Regions from separate parts of the Mus musculus genome. Here regions 1 and 3 are each linked to region 2. Evidence: chromatin contacts called from public Hi-C data. All regions are on one chromosome and are shown on one strand. Each heading gives the region's core, a stretch centred on a gene start, on an enhancer-like site or on the middle of the called end of the contact. The rest is flanking DNA. Distances are from core to core; before and after follow the strand shown.

Region 1 (3,408 bases), core at 810-3,309, 52 kb after region 2:
AAGGAAGCTGATTTTTGTCACTGTTGCTTACTGAGACAGGATCTAACTTCGCAGCACGGGCTGTCCTTGAACTTGTGATTTTACTGTCTCAGCCTCCAGAAGGCAAGATTGTAATCCATTACGTTACCTCCTGCCCCTTGCTTTCATCTCACACTACACAGTTCATTTCAGGTGGTTAATGAAGACTTGGTTCATCGGTCAATGTCAAGGCTGGGCACTAGAGGGCACTGTTGAGGTATGAAACAATGGCTCCTTTGGAAAAGATTTATGGCAAAATTTTCCTTCTATATAAGTACGGTACTTATGGTGGTTTGAATAATATTGCTCCCCACCCCCACCCCAGGATCCTATATTTGAATGCTTAGTCACCAGGGAGTTGAAATACTCGAGAAGGATTGGGAGATGTGGCCTGTTGGAGGAAGTGTGTCACTGGCAGGTTGGGCTTTGAGGTTTCAAAAGAGAAAGCCTGGCCCAGTAGCTCTCTCCCTGCTGGCTGCAGACTGCAGATCCAGATGTGAACTCTCAGCAACTTCTCTAGCACCCTGTCTGCCTGCATGCTGCCATACTCCCCGCCGTGATGATGTGTTTCTAGGCAATGGAACGCCTCCTTACACCAATCAGTGTAGCTTTAACTTTTGATAGGGTTGGAAGTGGATCGAAGATCTCCATGTCAACAGTATATATTCCTGAAATCCTAAGATTTATGGGCCAAGCACTAGTTAGACTTTATTGGATGTCTAGATATGAGAATCTTGCTTTATAATTACCCTATAGCCATTACTCCATAATACAGGTGAGATAACTGAGAGCAGAGAAGTCAGTGTACAGCCAATGTTTACATTGGAAGAATTTGACCCCAGGACCATCTGATTCAGGGGCAGCCTTTTTGTTGCATCAAATAGCAGACTAGACATATGGAAGAAGCCTTGTGGTCTTAGGAACGCCGTTTTAAAATAGGCTGTCTTGTCCTTTTTTGCTGCAAAAACTTTCCTTTGAAAAGTGACAGTGTGTGGGGTCCATGTAGTGAGTGGACAGTGTGATGTCCATGCTGGACACCATAGCATGTCCTGCTCTTGGGAGCCATTCACCACACAAGCCCTGCACACTGATCTTCCACTCAGGGTTCCTGCTCAGGAGTGTAGCTATAAGGAGCATTATCATCAACAAAAGGGAAACAGCAAATCATTCAGGTCCCACAACGAACATTATTGGAGATAAGCCACAGAAAGTGAGATGAGGCCACTTAACATGGTCACCCGGGTCCTTGCTGTTGCTTGTAACAAAACGATGCTTGGTGTATGTAATAAACAATCGGAGCCTTTCTTTCTCTTTCCTCTCCCTCTCAGCTGCACTGTGATAGGACGCATAGGACAGTGCACACACAAGGCATGTGCTCTCCCATGTAGTGACATCCTCAGCCGTTCTCTTGTGACATGGGGTATTGCTCTGTGTCCACGTTGGCCTCAAACTCACAGTTCACCTGCCTTCACCTTGAATGCTGGGATTACAGGTGCCACCCACTCAGTCTAGAGTTCATTTTGAAACATCATTTATTTCGTTTTAATTTTAAGTAATTAATTTTGGAGACAGGGTTTCCCTGTATAGTCCAAGTCAGCCTTGCATCTACAATCTAAGATGTCAGTTCTGAAGATTATCCACTTTGTGTGTGTGTGTGTGTGTGTGTGTGTGTGTGTGTGTGCACATGTGTATGTGTTCGTGCAGTGTATGTGTGTGTGTACATATGGGCCTGTGTTCTAACAAGTATATAGAGTTCAGAGGGTTACTTGTGGTAGTCTGTTTTCTCCTGCCATGCAGGTTTCAGGACTGAACTCAGGATATTAAGCTTGTTAGCAAGTGCCTTCATCCTTGGAGACACCTCACTGGGCCATCTGAAGATGTTTTCTAAATAGGAGAGTCTATTCAAGAGAACCTAGGGATCTTACATTAACAACAGGAAGTAGCCTTCTGTTTTCACTTCAAACATCCACATACTGCTGAGCAGTGGGACCTTCCCTTAGGACAGAAGCCTGGAGTGCTGTGAGGATGTCCAAAGTCCATTCTCTAAGAGAGAGATGTTGCAAAGCACATACATACACACTGCAGGGGCTGCCTCATGGCCTGCACACACACACACACACACACACACACACACACACACACACACAGAGTCAGGGTATGGGCTTTAGCGGGGAAACCCGGGCAAACCCTCAGCTCATTAGCTTTCTGTCAACTTTGACAAGCAGCAGCCATAGAGGTGGCAGTGAGCTACACGCTGTTTGCCTCCTAGCTTTGCTGTGGCTAATGCTCCTGGTGTTCCGATCACGGTGATAACAGTTGCCTAGGTTACTTCCCAGTGACTTGAAGACCTTGCTTGTTGAAGCCACTGACTCTTACCTTGAAAACATACAGGTATGTGATGGGTGACTTTATGATGCCAGAGGGCCATCACTCCATCTTCCGATGATGTGAATACCCCCGTTTTCTGAATGTGTATCTCCTAACGGCCTCTGGAATCTAATTGTGTGTTTGTAAACCACAGATCCCTCCAACTCTTCCCCACACAGTAATTACCATTTCTCTGCCCTATACATATCTTCAAGCCCTAGGGCATGTGGCTTTGAGACCTGTATCATGTCCCATGTCTCCTCATGTTTTGCCACAGCATGAGTAAGCATTATCTTTTTTGCAAAGCTTGTCACTTCGGTAATTGACCGAGTGTGTGTGGTTACCATTTCTGTAAACTCTGGGGCAACAGCAGGAGCTGCACTTACTGTTACGTCCTCCAGGTGGCACCTCTGTCTCACACGTTGAAAGGGAATGTGTCCATTGTGTACTGAAAGTGTACAGTTGCACCTCAGCGCCCAACCTCTAACAAATATATGTTAGTGGCTTTTGAATGATCACATCTATGGGCCATGCCTCCCACATGCATGTGACAATGAATGCATTTGGGTCAAAACAAACAAAACGATAGTTCTTACTCAATGATAACATCCATGTATTGAGCAACTAGTAACTGCTTAACCAATTGAGGCTATTCACCAAATGTGAAGCGGCACTCCACCAATGCATTCCCACAAGAAGAGAATCTCTTCTATTCCAGAGAGGTTGCCTCATGCACTTGGAAAGAGTGTGAGGTATGGGTTTGTCTCCACGCAAATTCATATTCCAAGCCCTACACCTCAACATATGATGGTATCTAGACATGGAACCCTTCAGCGGGTCATTAGGTGTCCATGATGTCAGAGAATGAAGCCCTGATGCTTTCAGCACCCAACAAGAAGAGACACCAGACGTGCCCCAGCTACTTCGTTACGGCACTGCAGTAAGCACACGGGGCTTTTGACTCCCCATAGAAGGCAACAAGGCCTGTAAAAGTCAGCTAGCTTCTCAAGACATGGAGATCCT
Region 2 (3,698 bases), core at 636-3,135:
TAGCACAGTAGGTACTAGAGTAATACAAATACAATCAAGGGTGCTCCAATCAGCACATTAGGTACTTACGCAGAATATGAATATAATCAATTTATCTTCTGGGTCAGGGTACACATATACACAAACAATTACAAAATAAGATAAATAGGATCTGATTTGTTGGGGTTTCATTATTTTGTTAGGAATGGCATTTGGAGTCTTGAAGGTATGGCGAATCTATAGGCCCTCACTTTAAAAGTAGGAACCACTGTAGCAGAACAAATTACTCTATAAAACACTTCATTTAGTTATCCAACTTGCCACCTTAAACGTCATATCTTGGAATTTAAATGAACGTTATAATCCCCGCCCCCCCCCACACACACACACACTCATACATCAGTAAAAATCACACATCTATAAAATGATCTGTACCTTCTACAAATCATTAAATACCACCGGGTAAAGACACTACTGGGCATTCACTTAAAAGTCAATACACTGTCCCCAGATTCTATGTCTCAAGTTCCTCCCGTGGGGCTGGCTTCTAGTTGTGGGGACATCCCATAAGTAGTTTCAAGAGGGAAACTGGGTATTACTTGGCCACCAGGATTCAGCCCTAGTTTCAACTGCAGTCCTCCATGTGGGACCGTCCCCACTCTCCTAGAACACACCTGAAAGGGCTGGAGCCCTGAAGAGGGGCAACACGGAGGACTGTGCTATCTTTACTCACTCCCAAAACATACACAGGAGCCTTTAATCTCATTAAAGAGACATGAACCAGAAAAAAAAAAGTTAATACATACTGCGACACTGAGTACCCGGAAAACCTCCCAAATTACCGAGTGATGCTTCCCATCACACTTAGATCAACACTAACAGAAGAGCATAGAGGAAGGACGCCGTGCGTAACTGAGATGCTTATTGAAAGGTATTCAGCGAAATCGACAAAACCTGCCTTGAAAAGTAGTAGGCGAAGTCTGTGAAACGAACAGATAGAGAGGGGAGAAAAAAAAAAAAAAAAGGCAGCGACCCTGACTGAGCGGAGCTGTCAACGAGTCTATTTGGGAGCTCAGGAATGGCCAGCCTTGTAAGAAACGGCCGGTAGACGGAGCGCCTGTGACAACTAGTTGTAGTAGTTTGCGAGCAAGGGAGGCAAAAGACCAAGGTGAGCGAGGTGGAGAGCATTCTGGGGGTGGCTCTGGCCGCAGCCGACCCGAGACAATGAGAGAGACCGAAGCACTGGTCCAGGAGCAGCATCGGTGAGAGGGTGTGTGGCTGCGAGCCGGGACCCCGCTTCCCTGCCGGTGGCGGGAAGTTAGCGGATGAGGAAGAGGCACCTAAGGGATGACTGGAGTTCGCAGGAGACGGTGGAAGCCCCCCAGACGGTCGGAGTCTGAGAGGATCCCCATGTCGAAGCCGGCTTCGGAACGCCACCCCTGCAGGGGATGCCCAAAGGGGTCCGGAGGGGCAAAGGTGTCACTCGTGACCGGCTTGGGGCAGCCCTCCCGCAACCCAGCCCCAGTACTCACAGAGTTCAGAGTACCGATGGCAGCCCCGGCCCAGCTGCTGCAGATAGCGCTGCAGGACGTCGGTGAGGAGGTGGCAGGCGCTGAGCTGCACCGAGTCCCAGCCCAGCGCCTGGCAGATCTGCGCCACCGAGACCCTCAACAACGACCTAGAGTAACTCTCGCACATCCCGCTGCGTGGACGCCACCGCAGCCCTTCGCTGCCACTGCTCTCCAGCCCTGCCGCCTCGCCTCAGCAGAGCCCCCGATTCATTCTCTGGGGGCCCCGCGGCGGGGAAATCGTCCCCCCTCCGACCCGGAGCGACCACCTCAAAGCCTCAGCAGCACGGAGCGCGCCAGCCTGAGAGCCGCCATTTTGGACTCGCTCCGCCTCCCGCTGGACGGCCGCCGGGGCGAGGCAGTACGAGCAGAAGGCCGAGAGATAGGCGGCCCAGGCTCCGCCCAGTGGGAGGAGAGCGATCGTCTCGGGATCGACTCTAGAGCCTGGACGCCGGCCGGAAGCCGAGTGACTGGGCGCAGGTGGAGTCTGCGCCTCCCTGACAACAGGTGCCGGTGTCTTTCTCTCCCCGCTGATGGAAAAGTAAGAGGTGACCCTCGGTGTGTTCAGGGGCAAACCAGGGAGGCAGTGGAATGTTAAGGACTTAACATCGATAATGTTGATAGAGATTCAAGTGTGAAACTAGAGAATTGGGAATATAAGCTACTCCGCAGAACGCGGATTCGATTGTTTTCCTTTACTTAAATCTAAAAAAGTAAAAACGAAATTAAAAGATGAAAGATAGTATTCAGAATGAAATAGTGGCCACTTGGGAGGTTTGAGTGAAATCCAAGATGTTCACTCAGGAGGCTGAGGCAATCATAAGCTAGAGGCCAACTAGAGTCACCGAAAAACCGAAAAAGACTCCGGCTCTAAAAAAAACAATCAGAGCTAATAAACTCATGTTGTTCATTGTGTCGTTCAATGCTCTTCATAATATGGCTGGTTTTAAGGAAAAATGCCTACGTGTTCAATTAGTGGGAACTGCCCCCCTCTTCCCCAGTAGTGAGCAAGATATTATTTTAGTGCAGTTTATAGCTAGTTCTAGTTTGCGTCTTACTAGTCACAATACGTAGTCTATCCAAGACGTGGAGAATGCAGTTCCCTACAGAGGTCGAATACTCTGTAAATCCTTGAGACTGGTTTTGTCCAGAGAATGCTTGCTTGCCTTTCCCAGGGCTTCTTCCAGCCCTAGTTGCATTTTGCCTGACGGTAACAGAAACTGTGATGAGATGATAAATAGGTTTGGTTGAAATAGTGGGTTGTCCCGTCCGTCCATCCCGTCGTCCGCCCCCGCCCGCCCCCCCCCCCCCGTGAGTCTCAATCTTGTTATGTTGCAACATCTGCCCTTAGACTTTTGGGACTGAAGTGAGCCTCCACAGTAACTGGCACTTTGGGCAACTGCTGGTAGACCCTGATTAATAATCCCAGTGCTGGGCAGGCAGAGGGAGGCAGATACCTGAGTTCAAGGCCAGCCTGGTCTACAGAGCTAGTTACAGAACAGGAAAAAAAGTTTCAAATTAAAGCCAAACCAATCCCAGTGACTACTGAGTTAAACCAAACCTACTTCGGCTATATTTAACTACTCCATTTCTTAGTTGTGCCTGCCATATCTACCATTGACTATTCAGTATATAAGTTTATGTGCCCTCTCCAATAAATTGTTTCTAGGCAGCTGTGATGGCTAGTCTCAGTTGTCAACTTTAGTACATCTGGAATCAACTAAACCCCAAATGACTGGGCACACTTGCGAGAGATTTCTTTTCTTAATTAAATCTCTTGTAGTGGAAAGACACACTTCTAGTCTGGGTCTTTGACGTGGGACTATCCATCTTTAATCTGGCCCACATCTTCTGCTGGCAGCTTATATAAAACACATAAAAGAAGGAAGCTTGCTTTCTCTTCGCCTGCTTGCCTTCACTCCAGCTCACAAGTGCATTCTGTCACGGGAAGTAGAGGCTACTTCTTTGGGATTCCAGAGTATACTGAAGATCAGCTGAGACATCTAGCCTCTTGGACTAAACAACTTCTGAATTCTTGGACCTTGTTTGTAGGCAGCCATTGTTGGGTTAACTGGACCATAGCCTATAAGTCATTGTAATAAATCCCCTTCTTAAAGTCTTGAGAGCCCAATAAATCTGAAACCATGTTAG
Region 3 (3,514 bases), core at 352-2,851, 52 kb before region 2:
AGGAGGTGGCTAGGAGGGGGACACCTAAGATCTCTCAAGAGCAAAGGTTCAAGAGGGCCCAGCTGAGCAGCTCTCACCTGAAAGGTGTGGGAGCAGAAGAGTATCAGATGCATTGGTTTGGACTTGGGAAGTCGTTATGGTTCATCTTACTTTATATTACTCAGGTGTGTGGTAATTTTACATAACTTCATAAACTTGCATTTTAACTGCATCCTGTCACATGAGGTTACCTCGGAATCCCACTTGTGGCATGTGGACAAAACATGTGTCTTTTTGAACATGGTAGATTTCAGATTTTTGGACTACAAGTGATTAATCTATTTAATAAAGTTTCAGTCTGTCCAATGAACAAATATCATTCTTAAGGCACTCTTTCAATGTTCCCTTCAAAATCCTGGCAGGTGGGTTACAGTGATTCTTCTTTCTAAGTAGACAGGGGTGGTTTTCATAAAATAAGTGGAAAGACCCACAGGGATGGACACTGTTTCTCAATGAAATTCTAGTTCCTAATCACCCCTCAGTTTGGTTAGCCCAAAGCATCCCTGATCACATAAACAAAACTAACTTACTTACTTGCTCTTCTTTTCTTTTTTTCCCAGAGCTGAGGACCGAACCAGGGCTCTGAACTCGCTAGGAAAGTGTTCTACCACTGAGCTAAATCCCCAGCCCCTAGAATTTATGTATTTTTATGTGGTTGCTTTGCTTGTACATATATGTCTGTGTGAGGATGCCAGACCCTCTGGAACTGGAGATACAGACAGTTGTGAGCTGCCATGAAGGTGTTGGGAATTGAACCTGGGTCCTCTGGAAGAATAGCCAGTGCTCTTAACCCCTGAGCCATCTCTTCTGCCCAACAAAACTTTCATTTGGTATTAAGTACATCACTTAAATATAAAACCACATCCAGTGATCACAAAGTATCTGAGATATTTCCATTTAAAGGAAAGACAATGTATTAAGAGAATCAAGAATAAGAAGTTGCCAGGTGGTGGTGGTTCATGCCTTTAATCCCAGCATTTGGAAGGCAGAGGCAGATGGATCTCTGTGAATGTGAGGGCCAGCCTGGTCTACAGAATGAGTTCCAGGAAAGCTGGGGCTACACAGAGAAATCTTGTCTCGAAAACAAAACAAAAACAAAAAACAACAACAAAAAACAAGCCAAAACCAAATGACAACAACAAAGAATATGAAGTTATTAATAAAAAACAAGAGGATGCACAAAATCCACAGAACACAAAAGAGGTGCCAGGCTTATATTGCTTGTGTATTAAAAAAACATGTTTCTTCTCTCCTTCCAACAGCTGGCACTCTAGAACAAACATGAAAGTCAGGAGACAAGCTGGATTTGAGGATACGACAAAAATGAGTGCTCCACACGTAAGACTTCTAGAGTCATTCTTATTGAAGCAACCAACACACTGCCAACAAGAGCCCAGGGAACATCATGCAGGAGGACTCAGTAGAAGGCTTGGCATCCTGTGCCTCACAGCAGCGCATCTGGGTCTACGGTGATAGCGGTCTGCCCTCCCAGGGTGAAGCCAAGCATGGAAAGCCTGAGCAAGGCTCACCCAGGCTCTTACACAGCAAACCGTATCTAATGGATTCCGTCTACTGTGGGGCAACAGCTGCCTTTGCAAGCCACAGTGCCTACTTCTGAAGAGGGAGTCCACATTACAACACCAGATCCACTGTCACATGACAGCAATGAGACACAGCAATGAGAGGCTATCTATCAAGACCTGTCTGTAGTAGTAAGGAGTCTCCTAAGGTCCAAGAAGGACCCAAATCCAGCACTCAGGGGCCAGTCAGTCAGGTATTCACCTGGCCAGTGACTCTGGGCAGCTGGGAGTGGCTAGATGACCTAATTCTGACTAATGGAACCAATGAGATTCTTGAAAAGATTTTTCTTCCCCACTAAGAGGGGGGAAACTTAGAGACAGTCCATCTTTCTGCTTTTTTGTGCTGTTATGCAGTAAGAATCACAATGTTTTGTGGCCAACTTTGATGGGGCAAAAAGGTGAATGTATCATCACACACAGAAGAAAATGGGAAGATGGAAGAGGAGCCCAAGTTTGTCCCTGGGTCAGTTGCTAGTCCCTGTGTCAGTGTTAGAAGCAATGATTCTTGATTCCTTGTTAAGTTAAAAAAAACAAAACAAAACAAAACAAACAAAACATTACTGTTTCAGCCATTTTGAGTTGAGTATTCTATTACTTAGAACTAAAAACATGTAGAAAGGATAATGAATAAAATCAAGGAAAGCTCTGAGTTGGCCACCCCAAAATCTGTATCATCTGCGACTGGCTGGGGTGTGTGAAAGGGACAGCGTTGCTATTCTAAAGCTTCGGGATCTCTGTGAGACAGGACAGCAACAGGATAACTGGAAGGCGTGCCAATGAGGAGTCAATAGTGATGGTGTCACAGAAGCCAAGGATCTAGAACCAGAACAACGACTCATGGCAATGAACATTTGGAAGAGAAGATATGTGGACAAAGGGATCTACTGTGAGACACACTGTGACACACTACAGCTTCCACGATGAGATGTTTTCTATGCTTTTTGTTGTTTGTGTGTTTTATCGGGGGGGGGGGGCTGCAAGGGCAAAGGAAGGATATGAAGGGACAGGGAAAGAGCAGGGCTGGAGTGAGTGATGTGCAATGCAGATGGAATTGATACGAAGTTTAAACTATTTTAAAATAACTCTTAGAAAGAATGAGGAGACCAAAGAGAAAAACAGCATTAGGGGATGAATTTAATACAGTCAAGGTCTAATCAATGACAATTCTAAAAGAAAGTAGTACACAGAAATGAAAAAGTTTCCAAATATTAGACAAAAAACTTTCTGAGGTCCCAGGCTAAGAGTGAAGCCCAAGAGCTCACCGACTGCCCGGTGGCACAGTGAATGGGATGGAGCACTGTGCCTCATTGCTGACAGTCAGAGGAAACGCTCAAGTGGAGGAGAAAAGACTGTCAGCACACCCCACAGGAAACACTGACAAGCATGACTGCGATTCTGAGCGGGACAGGAACTCTCAAATGTACCATCACCACTAAAGACACAGAGTGACGTACGTAGAATGTTCAGGAGAGCAGATACCAATCTGAGATTGCTATACTCATTTGAATGTTCCAAGGTAGGCAGAATTCTAAGAACAACCCATACTGACTCTGGCTTGCCTAGAATCTCCAACCCCTCCAATGTAGTAGGCCCATGGGAATATGAAGAGATATTAATTCCACAATTATGCAGAGAAAGACTTGGCCAAGTGGGTGTGATCTAATAAAGTAGAGTTTCCTCTGGCTAATATTAGGTGAAAAAAAGCTGGAGATTCAATACATGAGGATCTGACCTCTGGAGGCAGATGCAGGCAGATCTCTGAGATCAAGGCTAGCCTGGTCTACAGAGTGAGTTCCAAGACAGCCAAATCTGTACAGAGAAACCCTGTCTCGAAAAACTACCACATATCAGATATCTTACATATTAAATGCTTACATTATGATTCATAACAGCAG

The links. Hi-C and Micro-C count contacts between places; a contact is called where the count stands out from the background.
Region 1: a contact with region 2 is called in a Hi-C map of liver, with 1.7 times the contacts expected there. The contact joins the enhancer-like site here to the promoter of Taf3 in region 2. A contact is called at or near these places in 3 of 39 promoter capture datasets (liver, pre-B cells and trophoblast stem cells), 4 of 484 Hi-C or Micro-C datasets (cumulus cells, effector CD8 T cells, liver and 1 more), 5 of 115 datasets of contacts at active chromatin or transcription factors (the SCID.adh cell line and embryonic stem cells) and 1 of 9 other capture datasets (embryonic stem cells).
Region 3: a contact with region 2 is called in a Hi-C map of muscle stem cells, with 1.8 times the contacts expected there. The contact joins the enhancer-like site here to the promoter of Taf3 in region 2. A contact is called at or near these places in 1 of 15 datasets of contacts at CTCF or cohesin (CD8 T cells), 3 of 484 Hi-C or Micro-C datasets (the N1E-115 cell line, muscle stem cells and nephron progenitors) and 4 of 115 datasets of contacts at active chromatin or transcription factors (the SCID.adh cell line, bone marrow-derived macrophages and embryonic stem cells).

What each region holds. Positions count from the first base shown.
Region 1 is chr2:10,098,607-10,102,014 of GRCm38.p6, forward strand. All of the region lies in intron 16 of Itih2 (inter-alpha trypsin inhibitor, heavy chain 2), which reads right to left. Among named protein-coding and RNA genes, the nearest start is that of Kin, 20 kb to the left of the region's middle. Within about 2 kb of position 2,060, at least 8 of the 459 cell types and tissues checked have an H3K27ac peak or open chromatin away from gene starts, as enhancers often do. A contact at or near this core is called in liver, where this site is marked.
Region 2 is chr2:10,046,724-10,050,421 of GRCm38.p6, forward strand. Taf3 (TATA-box binding protein associated factor 3) reads right to left here and starts at 1,886. Exons shown (of 7, transcript NM_027748.3): 1 at 1,512-1,886. The coding sequence starts at 1,677.
Region 3 is chr2:9,994,715-9,998,228 of GRCm38.p6, forward strand. The region is part of intron 2 of Taf3 (TATA-box binding protein associated factor 3); the gene reads right to left. Among named protein-coding and RNA genes, the nearest start is that of Taf3, 52 kb to the right of the region's middle. Within about 2 kb of position 1,602, at least 30 of the 459 cell types and tissues checked have an H3K27ac peak or open chromatin away from gene starts, as enhancers often do. A contact at or near this core is called in muscle stem cells, where this site is marked.